Regions from separate parts of the Mus musculus genome. Here regions 2, 3, 4, 5, 6 and 7 are each linked to region 1. Evidence: chromatin contacts called from public promoter capture Hi-C data. All regions are on one chromosome and are shown on one strand. Each heading gives the region's core, a stretch centred on a gene start, on an enhancer-like site or on the middle of the called end of the contact. The rest is flanking DNA. Distances are from core to core; before and after follow the strand shown. Region 1 holds the start of Herc1 (HECT and RLD domain containing E3 ubiquitin protein ligase family member 1). Region 2 holds the start of Rbpms2 (RNA binding protein with multiple splicing 2). Region 3 holds the start of Spg21 (SPG21, maspardin). Region 4 holds the start of Rps27l (ribosomal protein S27-like). Region 5 holds the start of Oaz2 (ornithine decarboxylase antizyme 2). Region 6 holds the start of Mtfmt (mitochondrial methionyl-tRNA formyltransferase). Region 7 holds the start of Lactb (lactamase, beta).

What was found. Promoter capture Hi-C pulls out the DNA fragments that hold promoters and counts their contacts.
Region 2: a contact with region 1 is called in a promoter capture Hi-C map of liver, with 3 times the contacts expected there. The contact joins the promoter of Rbpms2 here to the promoter of Herc1 in region 1. A contact is called at or near these places in 4 of 39 promoter capture datasets (cranial neural crest, frontonasal cranial neural crest and liver).
Region 3: a contact with region 1 is called in a promoter capture Hi-C map of second pharyngeal arch cranial neural crest. The contact joins the promoter of Spg21 here to the promoter of Herc1 in region 1. A contact is called at or near these places in 4 of 39 promoter capture datasets (cranial neural crest, maxillary cranial neural crest, pre-B cells and 1 more).
Region 4: a contact with region 1 is called in a promoter capture Hi-C map of erythroid cells, with 3 times the contacts expected there. The contact joins the promoter of Rps27l here to the promoter of Herc1 in region 1. A contact is called at or near these places in 3 of 39 promoter capture datasets (cranial neural crest, erythroid cells and pre-B cells), 2 of 484 Hi-C or Micro-C datasets (CD4 T cells and cardiomyocytes) and 6 of 115 datasets of contacts at active chromatin or transcription factors (bone marrow-derived macrophages, embryonic stem cells, large pre-B cells and 3 more).
Region 5: a contact with region 1 is called in a promoter capture Hi-C map of second pharyngeal arch cranial neural crest. The contact joins the promoter of Oaz2 here to the promoter of Herc1 in region 1. A contact is called at or near these places in 6 of 39 promoter capture datasets (cranial neural crest, frontonasal cranial neural crest, liver and 3 more) and 1 of 9 other capture datasets (pancreatic islet).
Region 6: a contact with region 1 is called in a promoter capture Hi-C map of liver, with 5 times the contacts expected there. The contact joins the promoter of Mtfmt here to the promoter of Herc1 in region 1. A contact is called at or near these places in 4 of 39 promoter capture datasets (frontonasal cranial neural crest, liver and pre-B cells).
Region 7: a contact with region 1 is called in a promoter capture Hi-C map of pre-B cells. The contact joins the promoter of Lactb here to the promoter of Herc1 in region 1. A contact is called at or near these places in 15 of 39 promoter capture datasets (the 3T3-L1 cell line, 3T3-L1-derived adipocytes, the HPC-7 cell line and 8 more), 1 of 484 Hi-C or Micro-C datasets (embryonic stem cells) and 7 of 115 datasets of contacts at active chromatin or transcription factors (bone marrow-derived macrophages, embryonic stem cells, epiblast stem cells and 4 more).

The regions. Positions count from the first base shown.
Region 1 is chr9:66,349,154-66,352,007 of GRCm38.p6, reverse strand. It overlaps Herc1 (HECT and RLD domain containing E3 ubiquitin protein ligase family member 1), which reads right to left and starts at 1,558. Exons shown (of 78, transcript NM_145617.3): 1 at 1,387-1,558. Gm30447 reads left to right here. Exons shown (of 2, transcript XM_006511600.4): 1 at 1-1,387; 2 at 1,490-1,683. The coding sequence starts at 937. The coding sequence ends at 1,665.
Region 2 is chr9:65,629,311-65,632,010 of GRCm38.p6, reverse strand. Rbpms2 (RNA binding protein with multiple splicing 2) reads right to left here and starts at 1,429. Exons shown (of 8, transcript NM_028030.3): 1 at 1,114-1,429. The coding sequence starts at 1,182.
Region 3 is chr9:65,459,497-65,462,196 of GRCm38.p6, reverse strand. Spg21 (SPG21, maspardin) reads right to left here and starts at 1,260. Exons shown (of 9, transcript NM_138584.2): 1 at 1,043-1,260.
Region 4 is chr9:66,944,759-66,947,498 of GRCm38.p6, reverse strand. Rps27l (ribosomal protein S27-like) reads right to left here and starts at 1,413. Exons shown (of 4, transcript NM_026467.5): 1 at 1,319-1,413; 2 at 560-668. The coding sequence starts at 1,324.
Region 5 is chr9:65,675,132-65,677,831 of GRCm38.p6, reverse strand. It overlaps Oaz2 (ornithine decarboxylase antizyme 2), which reads right to left and starts at 1,284. Exons shown (of 5, transcript NM_010952.3): 1 at 1,067-1,284. The coding sequence starts at 1,086.
Region 6 is chr9:65,434,520-65,437,219 of GRCm38.p6, reverse strand. Mtfmt (mitochondrial methionyl-tRNA formyltransferase) reads right to left here and starts at 1,438. Exons shown (of 9, transcript NM_027134.3): 1 at 1,213-1,438; 2 at 23-232. The coding sequence starts at 1,406.
Region 7 is chr9:66,974,213-66,976,912 of GRCm38.p6, reverse strand. It overlaps Lactb (lactamase, beta), which reads left to right and starts at 1,429. Exons shown (of 6, transcript NM_030717.1): 1 at 1,429-1,872; 2 at 2,129-2,195. The coding sequence starts at 1,522.

The DNA of each region.
Region 1 (2,854 bases), core at 309-2,808:
GAGGACAAGCATGCATTGACACGTGCATTTATGCATAATACGAGCACTCGGGACATTCACTTTTGCTTGTATAAACACACAGGTATGTAAACATATAATCAAAGGCACATCACCATCAATTTTTTAAAAACTTTGAAGCTTACTTTCTCCTCATCGCAATTAATTTTTCTTTTCTTTATATAAACACCGGCCCGATTTAGAGGACTCATCACACAAAAAAAGAAAAACTATAAAAATAACTCAGATATTATATCCAAAAAGAACAATGTTAAGGTTTGACTTTTAAAGCTATTTGAGCAACAATCATTTTGAAAGAAGACACAATGAAATATGGTGACGGCTGGGAACAGCCAATGATAATGAACAAGTAACCCGGCTTAATCAAGTGGGCCAAAGGAATGGTTCAAATAAAACAAATCATTTTGGGAACATACATAAAATAAGGAAGTACCATTCAAGGACAAGCTAGGTACTCTTAAAAAACAAAAGAGTCTGTTAGAAATATATCAAAATATTAACAGTGAAATGCTATCTCTGGAGATGGGTTATTAATTCGTTGGAATTTATCACTCTTGATTACCTATACACCTTCAAGGTATTACACACATTTTTAAAACTAACGCAAATGGAGATTTTTGTCCCTGTGCTTCACAGCTACCATACACATGCATGCATAGTACATACATACATACATACATACATACATCGCGTCTTTACATAACCTCCTGGGAGAGGTAGGTACCAAGCTTCTGTCCTCGTGTCTCCTGGGAACCTGCCACCCATCACTGTTCCCAGGGTTAGCTCCTGTCATCACCACCATCCACCTCTCACCCTGGAGACTACACAACTGTCGCCTCGTCTCCGCTCCAGGTAGCAAGGGCTTTAGAAATTGTTATTTTATCCGAAGAGAGATTCAGAGAAAGGTTTACCGAAAGGATGAGCAGCCCCCACCCAAAAGCGCAGACGAGGAGAAAGACGCACGGTCTCAACCTCCACCCCTCCGAAGTCGGCCGGCGACAGGGAGCACCGGAGTCGCGACTCTCCTCAAGAGGAAGAGATGGGAGAGCCGCTCCCCAGTCCCAGTCCCAGCTAAGAGAGACGCGCTCGATAGCGGATAAAGGGGAGAAGGTCACAGACGCGACCCCTGAGGCGCTGAGGGGCGCAGACTGCAAGCTTATTCAGGGGCGGGTCCCTCCCTCCGGCAGGTGGCTCGGCTTCCAACAGGCTTCCAGGGGGCCAGGGGTTCCTCGGGCCTCCGCCCGCCGTCCACCCGGAGCCAGCAGTCCCGCTCGGCGGGCGGCCCCGGAACGGCCCCGAGCGGCTCGGCCGGGCCAGCCGATCACACACTCGGGAGGTCACGATGGCGAAAGAGAACGTGTTACCTACCGTACGTGGGTCGGGAGCTGGCGGCGATGGGGTGCGGCTCCAGCACCCGGCACCCGGCTGGCCAGCGGCCGCGCTAGCCGCGTCCTTTATATTTTTGCTGCAGCGGCGGCGACTTGTCAAAGGGAAAGACGTAAGAGGCGGCGGCGGCAGCGGCGGCAGCGACGGCGGCAGCGGCAGCGGCAGGCGAGTCTCGCGGGACTTATGAGGGAACTCTCGCGAGATCAGAAGCGCTGGTCCTGCCTCCTCCGGGCCTCGCGCGGGAGGTGGGAGGCAACCTGAGAGGAAAAGGGAGAGAAGATGCCGGCTTAGGCAGTGATGGGAAAGCGATGAGTACATCGCCGGCCGGGAGACCCTTCCTGTGAGGGTACTGGGGACACTCTACCGCCCCATGTCTCTTAACCGCTGGGTCCTCGCGGAGTCACGTGTGCCCGTAGGGAACTATCAATTGGGGGCATTTCACAAAGGGCGCTGAAGGATCAGGCGAGCGTGGATGTGTTCAGGATGAGTACGGGACAGTCTGCAAGAGGATCGGGGTCCGAATGCTGCCGAGGCCTCGGGGCTGCCGAGGACCGAGAGAAAAAGCTGCGGCCGGCCACACCCCTTTATCTCGGCTGCTTGCCGGGCGCTCTACTCCCTTTATCTCCCATCACAGTCTGCCCTTAACCTTGTGGCTGGTTAAGTTTACGCCCAAGCAAGTGTTTAAGTTGACCAACTTCTGCCCTGTCTGAGGAACACGGGAGGATTGACCTTTAGTACAGGTCTTGACCCTGACCTATACAGTGATGCACTCTGAGGAAGAACACTAACTTGGTCATCTAGCCCAACGTCTAGCATAGATGTAGGCGCTCAAATGTTGAATTGATATTGTTGAATGCCTCTGTACTTAAGGACTCCCAATCTCACCACTGTAGCCACCTTCAGCAAAAGGTTTTTCTGGAGAGAGAGCGGTTAAGAGGGCTATCTCTTACAGAGTGACTTGGCTTCACTTCACTTCAGGATGTCCAAAACCACTTGTAACTTCAACACTCACTTCTGAACGCTACAAGAACCTGCACTCGCGTTAACATACCCACACATACACATGAATTTGTTTTTGTTTTCAAGACAGGGTTTCTCTGCATCGCCCTGGCTGTCCTGGAACTCTCTGAAGACCAGGCTTTTTCCTGATTCTGCTCCAGAGTGCTGGGACTAAAGGCTTTTGGGGAAGGGGGGACGTTATAAATAAAATCTTTTTAAAAAATTCTTGTGCTAAAGACATAAACATACATGGTATAAGCAGCTGGGTGGGGTGGCAATCTCTGTGAGCTTGAGGCCAGTTTGGTCCACATACTGAGTTCCTCCCCTTTGGTTCAATTGGAAATGTGTATCATACAAATTTAGCCTAAGACAAAAGCTACTCTCAGCTTTGTGTGTGACTTGGAATGGCTTGCTTGGCTTCCCTGGACCTCAGTTCCTAATCTGTTCATTT
Region 2 (2,700 bases), core at 180-2,679, 720 kb after region 1:
AAGATGTCTCAAGATGTCATGCCACTGGTGCACTGAAGCTGGTAGCAGGCCTCTTGCTGGCCCAGCCCAACAGTGGGTCATTCTGCACCAACTCATTAGCACAACCAGTAAGAAACATCAGGGCCTCTGCGGTTTCTACCCCAGACCAAGGGGAAGGGCCCTAGGGCTGGATAACTGGCCCTTGGTTTCCTGGGCAAAAGTATGCCAGGGCGGGGCAGGAAGGGTCTCTCAGCCCTGGAGTGACACAGCATACGTTAAAGAGCTCCCTAGGAGCCTAGAACCCATAGTAGTTGAGCCGGCCTGCCTAGTTTCCACTCGAAGTTACCTTAAAGGTTTTTTATCCCCCACAAGTACGTCGTCCTCACCAGGCGATAAAACCACGAGCAGTGATGATTCCTTGACGCGGTCTCATAACCTCTTTTTCTGCATAGGGCAGCTGGACAAGATTATGTCACCTCTCCTTGGAAGATCCCACCCTGGCCAGTGTGGGGTACTGGCTTGGCTACTAGGTCAAAGGGCGAGAACAGGGGATACTCAAGGCTTCTAACTTCTCTCTTTTCCGACTTTAATTAAATTGCCGGCTCAACTCTCTGAAGAAGCCCAAGTTCTGAGACAGGGCGAAAAGCCCGCCTGCCCACTGAGACCACAGCTCTAACCTAAGCGCAGGGCAGCCGGCCAGGCCTCCAAGGTCACGGGGAGGGGGCGAGGTGGAAAGGCTGGAGGGTGAGCCAGCTTCCCGCACCCACCGGGATAATCCCTCTCAGCTCCTTACAGTCGGGGCGGAGGTCCAGGCCACCCAGGAGGCGCGCCTCAGGCGAAGCGTAAGCCCCACCGGGCTTGGGGAAGGAGGGCAGCGGGAGTAGGACCTCCGCGGCGCCCCGAGCCCACCACGGGGACGCGCGCCCTCCTCGAGCCCCGGAGGGCGGGGAGACAATGCCGGCCCCGCCGGGCTAGTTCAGGCCGCACGCCTCCGCCCGCTGGACATGGGCTGCTCCTCCCCAGGGCGAAGGGCAGCGGAGGGAAGGCGCCAGGAGCGGTGGCCCGCAGGACCTCGCGCCGCCCGCGGCCCCGCGTGCACCTCACGCGCGCCGGCTCCCGCGGCCGCACACCCACCTCCTCCTCCAGCGGGCTGCCGGTGCCCGCGCCCGTGCAGTGCTCGACGTCCGGCTTCAGGTTGCTCATGGTGAGGGGGGACGCGGAGAGGGAAGCGGGACGCTCTGTCCCGTGGTGGGCAGGGGCACGGCGAGCCGTGCGCCCCCGAGGAGAGTGCGAGCTGGTGAGGAAAGCGGCTGCTGCCGCGTCAGGCTACGGAGAAAGGAAAGGGGGGGGGGATCACATTAAGTTTGGCGGGTGCGGGAGGCGGCCGGAGGGGCAAGGCACCGGGAACCCGAGGGAGCGGAGCCCGTGCGGCCACCGCCTCCGGCTTTTCAGGGCGGCCCGCGAGTGCGCTCGCGGCGGCGGGGGGCGGGCGCCGGAGGAGGGGGCGGGCGCCGGAACCGGCCTCAGCTGGGGCCCGGCCCGCCCCTCCCCCGCCCCGCCCCCGCCCCGCGCGCGGTCTCCGGGGGAACGCGCAGCCAATCCCCGCAGCCCAGTGCGGGCTCGCCCCGGCCCCGGCCCGGTCCCCAGCCCCGGCCCGGGCCGCGACGCTCCGGCCTTTCTGCCTTCCTTGGCTCCGGCGTTTTCCCGACTCCGCTTCCTTGGTCGACCCCCACCCCCTTCTCCCTTTCTCTCCCCGACTCGGCTCCCTTGCACCCCACCGTTCCCTTCTCCCAGACAAGTTTTTTAAACTTTGATGAACTCTCTCAGAGAACTTTTCTTAAAGGAGCCGCGCGGGCTTGGGTGGAGCTTGAGGTGACCCGCACGTTGCATCCCCAGCCAGGGCGAGGGCGGCGGCGGCGGCAGCGGGGCTCCCGGTTTCATGCCCAGATGTGGAGGTGTAGGCTGTCGCGAGCACATCGTTCGCCCCGAATTCCTGTCGGGTCCGGGCCAGCGGTTCTCTTCGCGCGAAGCAGCCGGGGACCGGGTTTTGGGGGTGAAGGCGAGGAAGGGGTAGGGCGGCAAACACCTGATCTTGAGCAAGTCACCGAGAGTTTTTTTTTTTTTTTTTTTTTTGGCTGAGTGACCTTGAGGAAATCACTTCCCCTATCTGGCCAGAGGATTCCAGCCCAGTTGGTGGGGATTAGAATACAAATTCTTTCCTCACTCTCACAACCTCCGTCACCTCAAAAGAGGAGGTGAAGGAAGCCCAATCCTTTTTAACTTCAGGAAGGGGGGGTACCTCGACTAACCTAGAAGGTTCCGTTCGTTACCTCCACCCCGCTTTTAAGACTTCTCACGGCTCGTTCTTTTTCCGCTCCAATTCCGAACCCCAGGGTGGGGGAGGGAAGAGCCGGCTGACGCCTAGGGCGGGGTCGCCTAGACTCCCACCCAGTGGTGGCGGGGGGGGGGGGGGGGGGCGGCCTCAGGGCCGGATTTTCCCCCAGGCCGAATAAATGCTGACCAGGACGTCTCCTGCCAGCAGCCTGTAAAAAACCGGCACCTACCTGAAGTCGCACTGGAAGAGTAGCGGCCCTGACTGCCCTGCGGAGCCGCCAGAGCACTGGGGTTCTTTCGTGCGCCCCTGCCCATGGGTTCCTTTATGTGCACTGAGACATCCCAGCCGCAGTCCCCGATAATCCTTGAGCAGCCATAGCTGAGAGG
Region 3 (2,700 bases), core at 11-2,510, 890 kb after region 1:
GAGGAAATCGCCTCTACAAATGTTTAACACACGGTCAGTCACATATTGCTGGTCCTTTATCTCAATGTATAGGTGTCTTATATAGGGACAATCTGTGGTTGTTAATACAACCAATTAAAAAGGTTATTAGAACTAGAGAGCCTCTAGGTGACATAACTATGGTTCTCGGTGTTGGGGAACGCTCACCATGGGCTTTTACCACTGAACTACACCTAAGGCCCTGCGGCGGGCTGTTCACTACACATCTTCATCCTTCACCACACCTATATGTATTAAATAGCCATCTTTTTGGAGATTTCTTCAGGTAAGATTTATCCTTTCTCCAGGAACCTATCCACTTCTCTCTAAATATCATGAGAGGAGACGCTGCCCGCACATCTTTCTCTCTGACCACTCGTTTCAAGGTTCTGGTGTAAAATCTTTTTGAAAACTCATACACAGCTATTAGACGGCTTCCCAATGTGCAGAATCCTTGCAAAAAGAGAAGCTAGACCACTGCAGATGGAGACAAAACAACATCAGCCCCTAACTTCTAACTCCCTGGGAAAAGAAGAAAAAAGGGGGGGGGGGTTTCTCTCGCCCTGCTACACTCTTCATGACTCTTTCACAGGCCTCACACCTAGTCTGAGGTAGGATCTTTAAAACAACTCTACTCGCAGCCCTTAAAAGTTGACTGAAACCAAAATGCTCCTGAATTTCTGCCCCAGGATGGGTGGCTCAAGAAAATGAGGATGTCTGACTAAGGATTTTGGGCACCAATCGCCATAGGGGCCGCCCTGGGTTCCACCAGTTCAGAAACAACAACAATCCGCAATGAACCGAGGCTGAACCTTAGACAGACCCACAGGCACAATCGGACACACACAGGCGCCCGCGAGAGCGCACCACACGCACACACAGAGATATGGATCACGTGCATGGTCACAAGGACCTGCCCACTCGTGAACTCTGCTCGTAAGTCACGCATGCTCGATACACGCCCACCTACAACCCTACACGCACCACACACCCACACTCTTGCTTTCCAGGGCCTGCCCCTCACCTGCCGTGGCCGCTCCCGCGTCCCTTTCTTTCCAGCCTAGACGGATCTTCGCCCCGATTTGGGCGCAGAGGATGGAGTCGGCGGGGCGCGGACTGGACCGGCGGCCGCAGATCAGGAGCCCCGCGGGAGCAGCGGGCAGAGGGGGCGCGCGGCCGAGCAGCCAGAGGCCACCGCCTCCCAGCTTTGGTACTGCGAGCTCCCCGGGCGCGCCTCCCGCTTCCGGGTTCCGAGGAGGCGGGACCAGATGGCGAGGAAGGGGCGGGGCTCTGGTGGTTACTATGGCGACGGGGCTGGCAAGGGAGGCCCTGTTCTGAGATTTGCGGTGTCCTAGAGGCTGTGGAGGCTGGTGGTGGATAAGGGTCAGTTCTTGGTCACTTCTGACAGGAGCATGGAGGAGGAAGTGAAAAATCTAGGCTGTAGGCCCCGGGGATGTGCTTCTGACTTCGGTTTTTAGGCGTCTTCATGCTTTGGTGGGGAGACACTTTTGGTCCATAGCTTTGGTGAATAGGCCTTGACATAGTCTTTTTAAAACATTAGTATATATCAGTTCATTACAATGGCTTAATTAGGACATTTTGATACCTATATAAAGAATTTGGATCATCACCCTCCCTTAGTCTCTGCCTCCCATGTCCCATTCCCCTTCAGCCTCCCAACTGCATATGCTTTCTCAGCAAAATTGTTTTTACCTTTTGTATAGACGCTGTCCTCTGACCTCCTTTCAAAGCCTTGTCTCCTTTTATGGCTTTGTGCTGATGTTGAGGGGGTATACTCAGCGCTGGTTTGCCCTCTTCTGTCAGGCACAGTCTAGTCACTGTTCTTACGAGAGATGTGGCAGATGCCACAACACCTTTCAGTTAGCTTACAGCTTTGCTCTGAAATAATGCATAATAATATTGAGTGACCTGTCAATCTTGTTTGAAAATTTGTAAGGTTCCTAAAGCAAGATCCTAATGTTTTAGGGACTTTTAAAAATATTTTTTATTATTATTACTTTTAATCGTGTGTGTGTTTGTGGGAGAGAGAATATATGGTGCACATGAGTGTAGTTTATAAGGAGGGCAGAGGAGGATCCTAGAGCTGGCATTACAAGTGTTTGTGAGTTGCCTAACACGGGTGTAAAAGTAATATGTATTCTTAACCTCTGAGCAATCTCTCAGCCCCCACGTGTGTGTGTGTGTGTGTGCGTGTCCCTGTGCCTGTGCATGTACGTGTGCGTGTGTGTGTGTGCGTGTGCCTGTACGTGTGTGTGTGCGTGTGTGTGTGTGTGTGTGTACGTGTGTGTGTTGATGCCTGCTGAGGCCAGCTTTGGACCCCCTGGAGCTGGAACTGCAGATGATTAAGATGGATCAAGCCTGACTGGGTACTAGGAACTCAGCTTTGGTCCTCTGGAAGAGCAGTAAGTTTGTTAACCACCAAACCATCTCTCCAGGCCTAGAGAGCACAGACGAAAACAATGACTCAAAAAAACAAAAACAAAACCACAAAACAACCAAACACTGATCTATGGCTCAGGAGTCTTAGGTTCCAGTCTAGAACTTAGACAAACACCAGACACATTTTCCCCAATGCATAGTGATGTCTCGGCTCTCAAAAAGGTGAGGCAGAAGGATCTCAAATAGTGGTACTGTATCTCAAAGCTAACTGAATTGTTCAAA
Region 4 (2,740 bases), core at 164-2,663, 600 kb before region 1:
TGTAAAGTACTTGTCATTTATATATTAAGTGATGTTTTAACAGAACTTAAGTTTAACAGAATTTCCTGTAAATTCTGTAAACAATAATTATTCTAGAAGTCACTTGTTTTTTTTAAGGTGAAACATTAAATTTAGTATTCCAGAACCGTTAACATTTCAGCATGTAACAGACATGTCATCTGTTTCAAGTTATAGCTTCAGTGTAGTGTTTTACTCTTAAATTCTGTTTCCATTTCCACATGTTAAGTACTAAACAGACACATATGGTATAGCAAACACATCAGACAGCAGTTTGAGAATGAAGAATCAACATATATTTTATTTGCATTGCAAAAAAGAAAATTCATCATCTTAATGATCATCTTAAGTTAAAGACTTAAGTCAACGTATCCTTTACCTGGCTCCCATATGTTTCTACAAAGGTTTGAGTATGTTTCTTTAAAATGACCCTTATGACAATTCTGTAATGTCATTTCTAGTCAACAGTGGATCCTGACTTATTAAAGTGTGAATCTTTCCTGAAACGTCCTTTAGGACAGGGAAATTTGAAATTTTATACCTGGACATTTCACATCCATGAAGTAAGAATTTGGGCTCTGAACCAGCCGTTTCTTCTTATGTTTTTTCTTCTCCTCCTCCAAGGAAGGGTGTAACAGATCTCTAGCCAGCTGTGGAAGGAAACATATTGTTACTACTGGAGTCACAGTACACGGGTGGCAGCCCGAATCACACGAGGAACGCAAAGCAGGAGCAACAGGCACACTCCGCAGAGGGGGTACTTAAGACCCTAACTTTTCAAGATAGGACCACTTTCACCCACACGTTGCCAGTCCTTTCCTGGCACTTTACAGCGCTCGGGCAGCATATGGGAGAGAGAACCCCTTTGTCGTTTGGCTGGGTAGCCATCAAAGCTAAGTAAAAACCAGCGTCTGGCTCGGGCCTCCCCGAAGCCGCAGCGCAGCAGATCAGAACAAGGCCGGGATGACCTCAGCCCCGGGGCTCCACATCCAATGGCCAGCACAGGGCTGCGGCATGCTCGCCCGGGGTGGAGTGAACGTGTCGGAAGCTGCGAGGCCCGTTAGTGACCCTGAAGCCCATGGTGAGCTGGGAGCTGCACCCCACGGGCTGGCCACTCACGCGAGCCCGGACAGGGCCCGCCACGCCATGCCGCGCCGTGTCGCCCGGACAAGTCTCAACAAGCCCGCCATGCCTCGGCCCGCAGGAGCAAGAGACGCCGCGGGCTTAGCCGCCTGCCGAGGCGCCAGACTAACAGAAAGCCTGAAGGAAAGCAAGCCCGAGCCCAAAGTCAAAAACTTACGGGCATGGTGACGGCTCCGCAAGCGCGGCCGCTCCAGGTCGCCGAGACGAACTGCTCGCTTTCGAGCGCCCCTCAGCAACTTCCGGGATAGAGGCGGCGGGGAGGAGTGGAGAGGAGTGGAGGCGGGGGCGACCGCTCTAGGCTCCCGTCTCAGTGGTACGGCTCCCGCCCTGACCGCCGGGCCAAGTCCAATGAGGGACATTTAAATGGCTTCTGCGTTAAACTCCGACTCCGCCCTGCACCCAGGCCGGGCTTCGGAGGCCCGGGCATTAGGCATTAGAGGGAAACCAGACCCGAGGCTGCAACTAGCCTGGTCTCCCCTGTTCATTGTGCGGGGCAGCGGACAGGGGGACACACGGAACAATAATCTTTGTTCTTCGCTGTATTACAAACACCATAGGCGAGCCTGGGAGGGGGCTGGCTCAGCGCTTAAGAGTGTGTGTTGGTTAAGACTGTGTACTGCTCCCGCAGACGATCTGGGTTTGGTTTTCAGAACCGAGCTGGGCGGTTCGAAACTGCCTCAAACTCAACTCCAGGGAGATCTGCAGGTCTTTTCTGATCTCTATGGCACTGCACTCCCTATGCGCGCGCGCGCACACACACACTCATAATTAAATTTAAAAATCTGATTTTGGGGTTGGAGGTGTAGCTCAGCTAATAGCATGCTTGCCTTGCCTTCATGAAGCCTTAGGTTAAATCCCTAACACCACTAAATAAATAATTTTTAACTAGAAAGATCCCACTGACGGGTTGTGAAACAAACTTCTAGTCTTGTGTCTGTGCCTTCTAAGGAGTGAGACTTGAAGTTCTGCACCGGATAGGCTTCACCTCCGGTTTGCTTTGCTCTGAAATAGTTTTTTAAACAAATCCCATTTGCTGCTGTGTTTGATATGCCTCTGTCTCAGAAAACGTGGTAGGTGGCACCTAAGAAAGAAACCTGATATTGACCCCCTGGCTTAAACACACACACATACACCATTTATAAGCTTGACCCTAAGACTGTCCTACCAATTTGGGGAAAAAAAAAAGATGTATAATACTCAATTTGCATAAAGCAGAAGAAAATTAAAACACCGCATTCCCTCATGGAGGAGTGCTCACCCAGTAAGTAAGAAACCCCGAGTTTGATTTCCAGCACTGGATACATCTAGGGGTATGGGGCACACTTATTATAATCCAGCACTTGGGGTTTAGGCAGGAGGGTTGGAAATTCAAGATCATCTTCAGCCATATGGGGCCATCTCTGGAACACCAAAAATGAATAAACTGTAAGTCAATACTAAATATGGTGATATAGATAACTATGTAAATTATTATGTGTGTACGGGGAAAATAATGGTCCTAGAAGTTCCAATGTCTCAATGTCCATGGTCTGTGGTTACTTGACGAGTACAGTTAAGGCTGCAGTCTGCATGAGATGCC
Region 5 (2,700 bases), core at 35-2,534, 670 kb after region 1:
AGCTTTGGAGAAGAGCGTCTGTCTGGGACAGAAATGTGGGATATCTGAGGACATGGAAAAAGGGAGGGTAACTAAAGGGATGACTTCTGCCTACTTTGGTTGAAAGTTAAGAAACCCACACCATTTCAAAAGAATAATGCATTTCAAATCCTGGGGGAAACAGGGATTGGGTCTTGAGGTAGGTAACTTCCAAAGGCCCAGGATCTGGTTTTGGAGGCCCTGGAGTGAAATTTAAAAGGGGGTAGCACTTAATGATCTTCCCAGGAAAGGGGAGAGACTAAGTTGGGCATTGTAATGATTTTAAAGAAGGGGGGGGGCGGTAAGATGAGTACCAACTGAGACTTTGTAGTGTTTAAAGGGTAAGAGTGTGTAGAAGAGTGTTGGCAACATCATTGGAAAAACAGGCTGGAGGGCAGGAATGGACTCCATAGTGTTAGAGAAATAAAGAGTGGGGGTTCCCAGACAGGAAAATGGGGCCTACCTGGAGAAGGGTGGGGAAGAGAGTGGGACTGCACATCCCAAGGAGGTGGGAAGAGGGGGAAAGGGTTGAGTTGAGAACTGCCGGACAGAGCTTGTCTTTGGGGACAGCCAGGCAGGGCTGAGAGGAGTCTGCCTGGGAAGCAATTTTCACTAGAGAATGGATTTAAAGCGATTAAGTGACTTGTGGAGGAGTAAGAAAGATTTAGGGAAGATAAGAACCAATTCGGGGAATCTGTGGGAGAAAGCCCACAGTATGGGGGACTGGGCACCGTCCCACTGGGCTTAAGAAAACGGAGCGACTGACTGGCTATGTCCAGGTTTTTTTTTTTTTTTGGGGGGGGGGGGCTCCGGGCGAGGAGAAAACCCGGATGAGGGGGATGGGCAGGGCTGGAGGAAGGGGGCTAAAGGACGGAAGGAGGCCCGATTTCAGGACTCGGGTGGCAGTGGCTGGGATGGCGAGAGGAACAGTGGGAGCGGATGGAGCCCCCTGGGGGCTGGGGGCAGGCTGCGGGGGTGGGGGGGGGTGCGAAGGCCTCTGGAGCTGCGGAGGGAGGATGGGGGCGGGGAGCCTGCGCCGGGCCGTTACCTGTCCTGGGTGTTTATCATCCTCGGTGGCTCTGCTCAGGGTGGGAGGAGGCGGCGCGGGGAGTGGGTAGGTGGACGAGTGGGTGGGTGTGGGGTCGCGCGCGCGGGCCGGTCTCTGTGGGCTAAGTCCCTGTCAGGCCGCGGGCCGAGTGCCCTCCTCTTGCCTCAGCGAGCGCCTGCCTCCAACTGACCCTCCCCGGCCGCCGCCGCGCAACCGCCCCGCCCCCAAGTACCTCATCTGCATAGCCCCACCCAGCGCCGCTTGGTGTCCTGGGAAACTGGGGCCCACAACAAAGGGCGAAGCACCGCCCCGCCTGGGCGCAGGCGTACTAAGGGCAAGCTATCATCTCGGGAAGAGGGGCGGTAGCCAGGGAGAAGAGGGGAAAGAGGTCTCTCTCGATGCCAGGAACTCAGGTTCTGCTTGGCTAAGGCCAGTCTTCATTTCTGCTTTTGTTCTTTCTTAATCATTTATGTATGTTTATTTTTTATACACATTGGTGTTTTGCCTGCATGTATCTCTATATGAGGATGTCAGATCCCCTGGCACAGGAGTTACAGACAGTGTGACCTGCCATGTAGAGGCTGGGAATTGAACCCAAGTCCTCTGAAGACCAACCGGTGCTCTTATCCGCTGAGCCCTCTCCACTCGTTCATGTCTGCCTTTTGTTTGTTTTTTGATACAGTCTTTGTAGCTCAGGCTAGCCTCAGACTCACTGGAAGATGACTTGGAAACCCCCATCCTCCTTCCTTTACTTCCTGTCCTGCCAAGTGCTGGAAATAGTGTGCCTCACCACACTGGGCACTTGCTGCTTTTGGTGTGTGGCCAAACCGAAACCGGAGAATAGTATTTGTAAACCCATGTCACTAAACAAAACAAAATCTGAAATAGAAGAATACTCCTCATAGAGTAGCACCATTTCCAGTGTGAATCTAATCCCACAGATCTTTTCCTTCAATTCATAGTACAATGACAGTGGCTTCCAGCCAATCGGTGCAAGCTGCTTCAATCGATCATGCAAGGCACCTAGTGCACTGCCACTGTCTTACCTGGCCCTCTAATCACAGAGGCCAGGCAGCAATGTACACACACCCCCAAATCCCAGCCACACTCACAGGAGAACCCTAGTTGTCAAACCTGTGCAGTCAACTTAGACTGCAGTCAGTAGAGACTGTGTAAGCCTTTATCTATCTTAGCACCCAGGAAGCAGGGGCAGGTGAGGCTCTGTGAGTTGAAGGCCAGCTTGTAGTACGCAGGCAACAAGTTCCAGGCTGCTTAGTGTAACATGGTGAGACCCTATCTTGGGGGTGGGGGAGGGAGGGGAGAGAGAGAGAGAGAGAGAGAGAGAGAGAGAGAGAGAGAGAGAGAGAGAGGTGGGGCAGAGGGAAAGGGAGAGGATGCACTCTCAGACCACAGTGGTCACCTCAAATCATCCGTTCATTTAGTCAAAGTTCAGTAAATAGCTACATACTATGTGCTTCTAGCATGGGCAGGAATCCAGGAAGCTTCCACAATGGGCCAGGCAATGTACCTACCTTGGATGTCACAATCTGTCCAGAGAGAGAGGCCATCACAATATGAGGTAAGTACTCAGTCTGAAGGACACTGCAAAGAAAGCAACACGCAGAAGAGACAGC
Region 6 (2,700 bases), core at 189-2,688, 910 kb after region 1:
TTTCCTTATAAGTAAAACTTACTAGGGAAATTTAAGAATAAGAGCCTCACTCAAAAGCCGGCCAAAGGAAGCCACTACCCCAACATCATATTCTCCAGATCCCACGTCGGGCCACTCGTACACCGGGAGCTGAGACTGAATAGCATATTGCTTCACAGGTAGTCCTTTGGGGGATAGCGAAGGCACTGTGACAACCTCCAGTTTCTCAATTAACTTTTCCTCTTTGCCGTCTCTGAATCAGAAAGATTGGGGGAAAAAAAATTTGACAGTGTCAGGGCAACAGCCCAAAGCTAAACTATTTCATGCACAGCAAAGCTATTTTTATGATTAAACCCATAGTACATTTAGAGCTAAAATAATTAAGATTTTTTGCAACCAACACACAGGGTTTAAATTTAATAATTTAAAAATTAAATTGTCTTTTATTATTATTATTGTGTGCATGGTGTGGGCATGTGCTATTATTACTGTGTGCGTGTGTGCAGGCGTATGCTACAGCATGTGTGTGGAAATGAGAGGAAAACTTTCAGAAGTCAGCTCTCTTCTTACAGCATCCACAGGGTGTAGCTCACAAGGGCCTGTCACTCCAGCTCCAGGGAATGGGACACTCACTTTAGGCCTCCACAGGCACCAACACGTACATGCTCATAGACACACACACATACAAATAAAATCTCAAAGTAAAAATCTTATTTAAAAAGAAAAGTGTTTGTAGGAAGGCAGGGATGGAGGCGAGATAAGTGCCTGGAAACCAGGGACCGATAAATAACCAAATATCCTTCCAGGGAAGTGGGGCGGTAGACACAGCAGCCTTTCAGGAAAGGGTGAATTACAAATAACTTTCTTCCTAGTAGACAAGGTTAGTTAAATCGCATAAATATTATATGTATATGAAACTGTTCTAACTTAGAAATGTATTCATTTGAAAACACAGGCGTGTAAAAGGGCAAGGAAACGGAGGCCACCAACACCAGGAAGGGACGAACTTTGGAGTCACAGCCCTTTTCAGCTAACCGGCTCCGCCCACGACCCTGGGTACTGGCCGGGCCTCTCCAGGTACCGGTTCCCAGGCTCGGGGAGATGGAGGGTCTGCTGGCAGATGCTGCAGGAGCCACAGGAGCTCTGCCGGCCGGGACCCAACAGGGCGCCTTCCCGGGACCTCGCTGCCCTGGGGTCGCCACCGCGGCTCGGCGTGGGACCCTGCCCCGGTACCTGGCGGCGTGCAGCGCCCGCAGCGTTTCCCGGGCAAAGTGGTCGGTGCCGAGGAACAGCACCCGCCAAGGCGGCTTCTCGCGGACTCGGGAACCTCGGCCGTCCTTCCCGTCGAACCCGGCAGGTGCTTGACAGGAACAGCGTGGCCTCCTTCCCATCAGCCACCGACCCCAGCAGCACCGCGGAAGGAGCATCACCTCGGCCCGCAGCGGCCCACCATGCGCATGCGTGCCCATGGTGGGGGGCGGAGCAAAGAGCTCAAAGGCCCAAGCACGCGCAGACGACAAGGCGGGGCCTGCCGCTTTGGAGGCGTGGCTCAACTGAAGAACCACTAAGGAAGAAATTTGAGGGGACTTTGATGTGTATTATTCAGCCAAGCTCTTCAAAGAACACTGCAGATATATACACACAAGCAAGACACTCATATGAATAAAACAAACCTTTAAAAGAAACTATTTTTTAAAACTTTACAAATTTTTTTTTAATTTATTTTTGTTTTACGTGCTTTGGTGCTTTGCCTGCATGCATGTCTGTGTAAGAGTGTGGAATCCCCTACAACTCGAGACAGTTCTGAGCTGCCACATGGGCCTGGGAATTGAACCTGGGTCCTATGGAAGGGAAGCCAGTGCTCTTAACTGCTGAGCCATCTCTGCAACGAGGGGTCCTGTCCCTCCAGCTCCAAAGCCATGATCCTAACCATTCGACCTGAACAGCAATCTTAACTACTAAGCAACTCAGGATTTCCACACCCAATGAAACTAAGGTTTGCTCACCTGTCTGAAGTCACTTCAGGAATCCAAGACTCTTAGATTCTCAGGCCTCCCATGTGGGATGCCATAGGGAGACTGTAGGGAAACGGAGGGGTGAGGGCTATCTGCTGAAGACCTCTGAAGACCATGGTGTGCAGATAGATATGTGTTTCCAAGGTACACTGGGGTCCTTAACATGGGTCATGCTTGTGACGCTGGCTCTGGCTATAGAGCAGCATCAGGTTCCTCTCTCATCTAATTCCTGTCACATGGCCTGAAAGCCAGAGGCCCTGGAGCAGTCTTTCATTTAGTTTTGAGGATCCCTGCTTCTGTGCCCTTGAGCGTTCCATCCACCTCACATTTCCTCTCTTCCTCACTAAATGGTATCCATTTTTCAGTGCTAAGACAACACCCTCCCTGAGGCCTTGAACTCCTACCTCACAGATTCAATAATTTTTTTCTCCATGTGTCCCCTCAAAACTGAGAGCGGCTTTGTTTGCCATAGTTGTGGAAAGTTGGCCAATGTGTGCCCAGAGAGCGGCAAATTCCTTGGGCTAAGTAGAAAAGAGAGGCAAAGATTATGATGCTGCTAGCCGGTGCATCTGACCATATGAGGGAAATGAGATGTGATGCCAAGCCGTATCCTCCTCTGATCAAGTCAGTCCCAGAATCCTAACTTAGGGGAAGTGGAACATGATTCTGACACTCAAGGTGCTGTCTTTTGAATACCGACTGAAGG
Region 7 (2,700 bases), core at 180-2,679, 630 kb before region 1:
CTTGAGCTGATCAGGAGTGTGGACAGTCACAAGAAGCAGAAAGGGTTTTGGTCCACATGAATCCACCCATTTTGCTATTTGGCACTTATGACGTGAGGCTCCTACCCTCTGCCACAGACTGGGGGACAGGAGCTCTGTTTTCCAGTGGTGGTTGGAACAAACAGTAACTGCGTTTGGAAACTCTGATCTTTCTCAGGCAGGTATTTTGAAGAAAGATAGGGTCACTCTAGCAACGCAGCCTTGAGCTGTGAGAAACTGTGGAAGAGTTTCCTACTCAGGAAGAGAACTGAGAGTAGCCTGGCTAGAGTTTGCTTCAGAGAACAGGACTGGGTGTGGAAGGGCAGCTGTAGCGCCCAGTGGACCCTGGCCATGTAATAATACTAGCTGCAGCTGCATCCATCGCACCACTGGGAAGCTGATTCACCGCCCACGCCTCTGATCGTAGAACCCTTCAAACCCTCTGACAAGAGAGGAAGGCTGAGAAGGTACATTTCTGGGCCATCACCTGACAACTCTGTAGATTTAGACAAATCCCTTAGCCTCCCTTTACTCCAGTTTCCTCATGGAACTGATGTCAGACAACACAACCAATCTCCAGAGCAGTTACGATGATTAATGTTTGCTAGAATGATTGTCACTGGGCAGGAAGGCGAGTCAAGACATAAAATTCTCCTAAAAGAATGAAAAAAACCCACATCAGGTTTGCTTTTTCCCACTTTTGTGTGTGTGCATGTATATACATGCATATTAGCATTTGCCTGAGAACGTCCCAGACTATGTTGGAAACCATCTATAATTGCGCTTCTAACTTTGGATTGAGGCTGGGTTTCTCAATCCGTTACAGGTAGGCGCCATGCCCACTGGGCATTTTCACCCGGATACTGGGGATTTGAATTCCAGTCCTTGTGTTTGCATGGCAAGTGTTTTAACCACTGTGCATCTCAGTCAAACAAAGGGGCGAGTGTTGTTAACATAGGCATAAGGTGGCAAGAGGGTGTTGCTGTGACAGGAGACTTGTCTAAGGATATCATGTGTGTTGTGAGAGAGAAGAAGCATGGAAAAGGAGAGAGATGAGGAGGAGAAAAGGAAAAGAGAGGCTTGAGGGACAGGTAGAAACTAAAGTGGGAAGGAGAAAGAGGAGAGAATCAGAAATAAAGAGAGGGAAAGAGAAAAGAGGATAGAGGGAGGAATGTGGGATGCGAGAGAAAAAGAAAACAAGAGAGGGAGGTTAGAGCTAAAGGGAGAGAAGAGAGAGGAAAAGGAGAAGATAAAAGAAGGAAGAAAGATATGAAAAAGAGGGAGGGAAAAGAAAGCAAGAAAAGGAGGGGTGGAACCAAAGAGGATTAGTAGCCAGAAGGCTAGAAAGGAGACGAGGACCAGGCGCTCGATGCGCTCGTCGCTCACCCACCCGGCCTTGACTGAGAGGTACTGTAAAGCCCCGCCTCAGCCCCGCCCCCTCGTCCCGCCCGCCGCGGGCCAAGCCGGAGCAAGCTAGGAGGCAGCCGGCTCTGCGGAGGCAACATGTACCGGCTCCTGTCAAGCGTGACAGCTCGGGCTGCGGCCACCGCAGGCCCAGCCTGGGACGGAGGGCGGCGCGGGGCGCACAGGCGACCGGGCCTGCCTGTGCTGGGCCTTGGTTGGGCCGGCGGCCTGGGGCTCGGGCTGGGGCTGGCTCTCGGCGCGAAGCTGGTGGTCGGGCTGCGGGGCGCCGTCCCCATTCAGTCCCCCGCGGACCCCGAGGCGTCCGGCACTACCGAGTTATCGCACGAGCAGGCCCTGAGCCCGGGGAGCCCGCACACGCCTGCGCCGCCAGCAGCCAGGGGCTTCTCCAGAGCCATCGAGAGCAGCCGCGATCTGCTACACCGGATCAAGGTGCGGGCCCAGTGGGCGTCAGGGCGGCGGCTTCCGTTTTTCTGACTGCCTGGCCGCGGGCTGACGCTCTTAGGGCTGCTCAAGTAGCAGCTGAGGTCACCGGTCGCGGAGGGGCCCGCCCCTTCCCCTTTAGAGTCCTGTGCACTCCGACGGCCAGGGCAATCGGAGCAGAACCATTGCCCTCCTGGTGGGCGGGACCGCAGAGTGGGCGGAGTCAGTCTACTTTTGAACCACCAGGGTCTTTCTTTTCTCTTAGGATGAGGTTGGTGCCCCCGGCATCGTGGTTGGAGTTTCTGTAGATGGAAAAGAAGTCTGGTCAGAAGGTGAGTTCAGCAGGTAGCCCATTTTGTTATTGGTAAAATAAAATACTGATGTTTTACAGGTTGGAGTTGCAAAAAGTGGCACATTTGTAGAGACAATGTATCCCTAGAATAATCAGGCTGTTTTATTTATCACTGGAAAGTTTAAAATGTAACTAACTGGGCTAGGAGTATAGCTCAGTGGAAGCTCACTTGCTTAGCCTCCATGTGTGAGGGCAAAATAAAGTAAATAATTAAATTGTGTGACTCAAGTACGTGGATGTGTTCAAAATGCTGTTTCTTCTCCCAGTTTACTCTTAAGAATTGGTCTGAAAATGGAATGTAGAACAATCCATTAAATTACCACTATTACATATTAGATAACCCTTATTAGTAACTAAAATGTCAGTTTCTGCATATTTTTATTCTTTCATTCTGTAATTTTTTTATTCCCCACTTCTGTAAAAGGCACTATACCAAGTATTAAGAATACATGATATCCCTGGTCCTTAATGATTTACAGTTTATT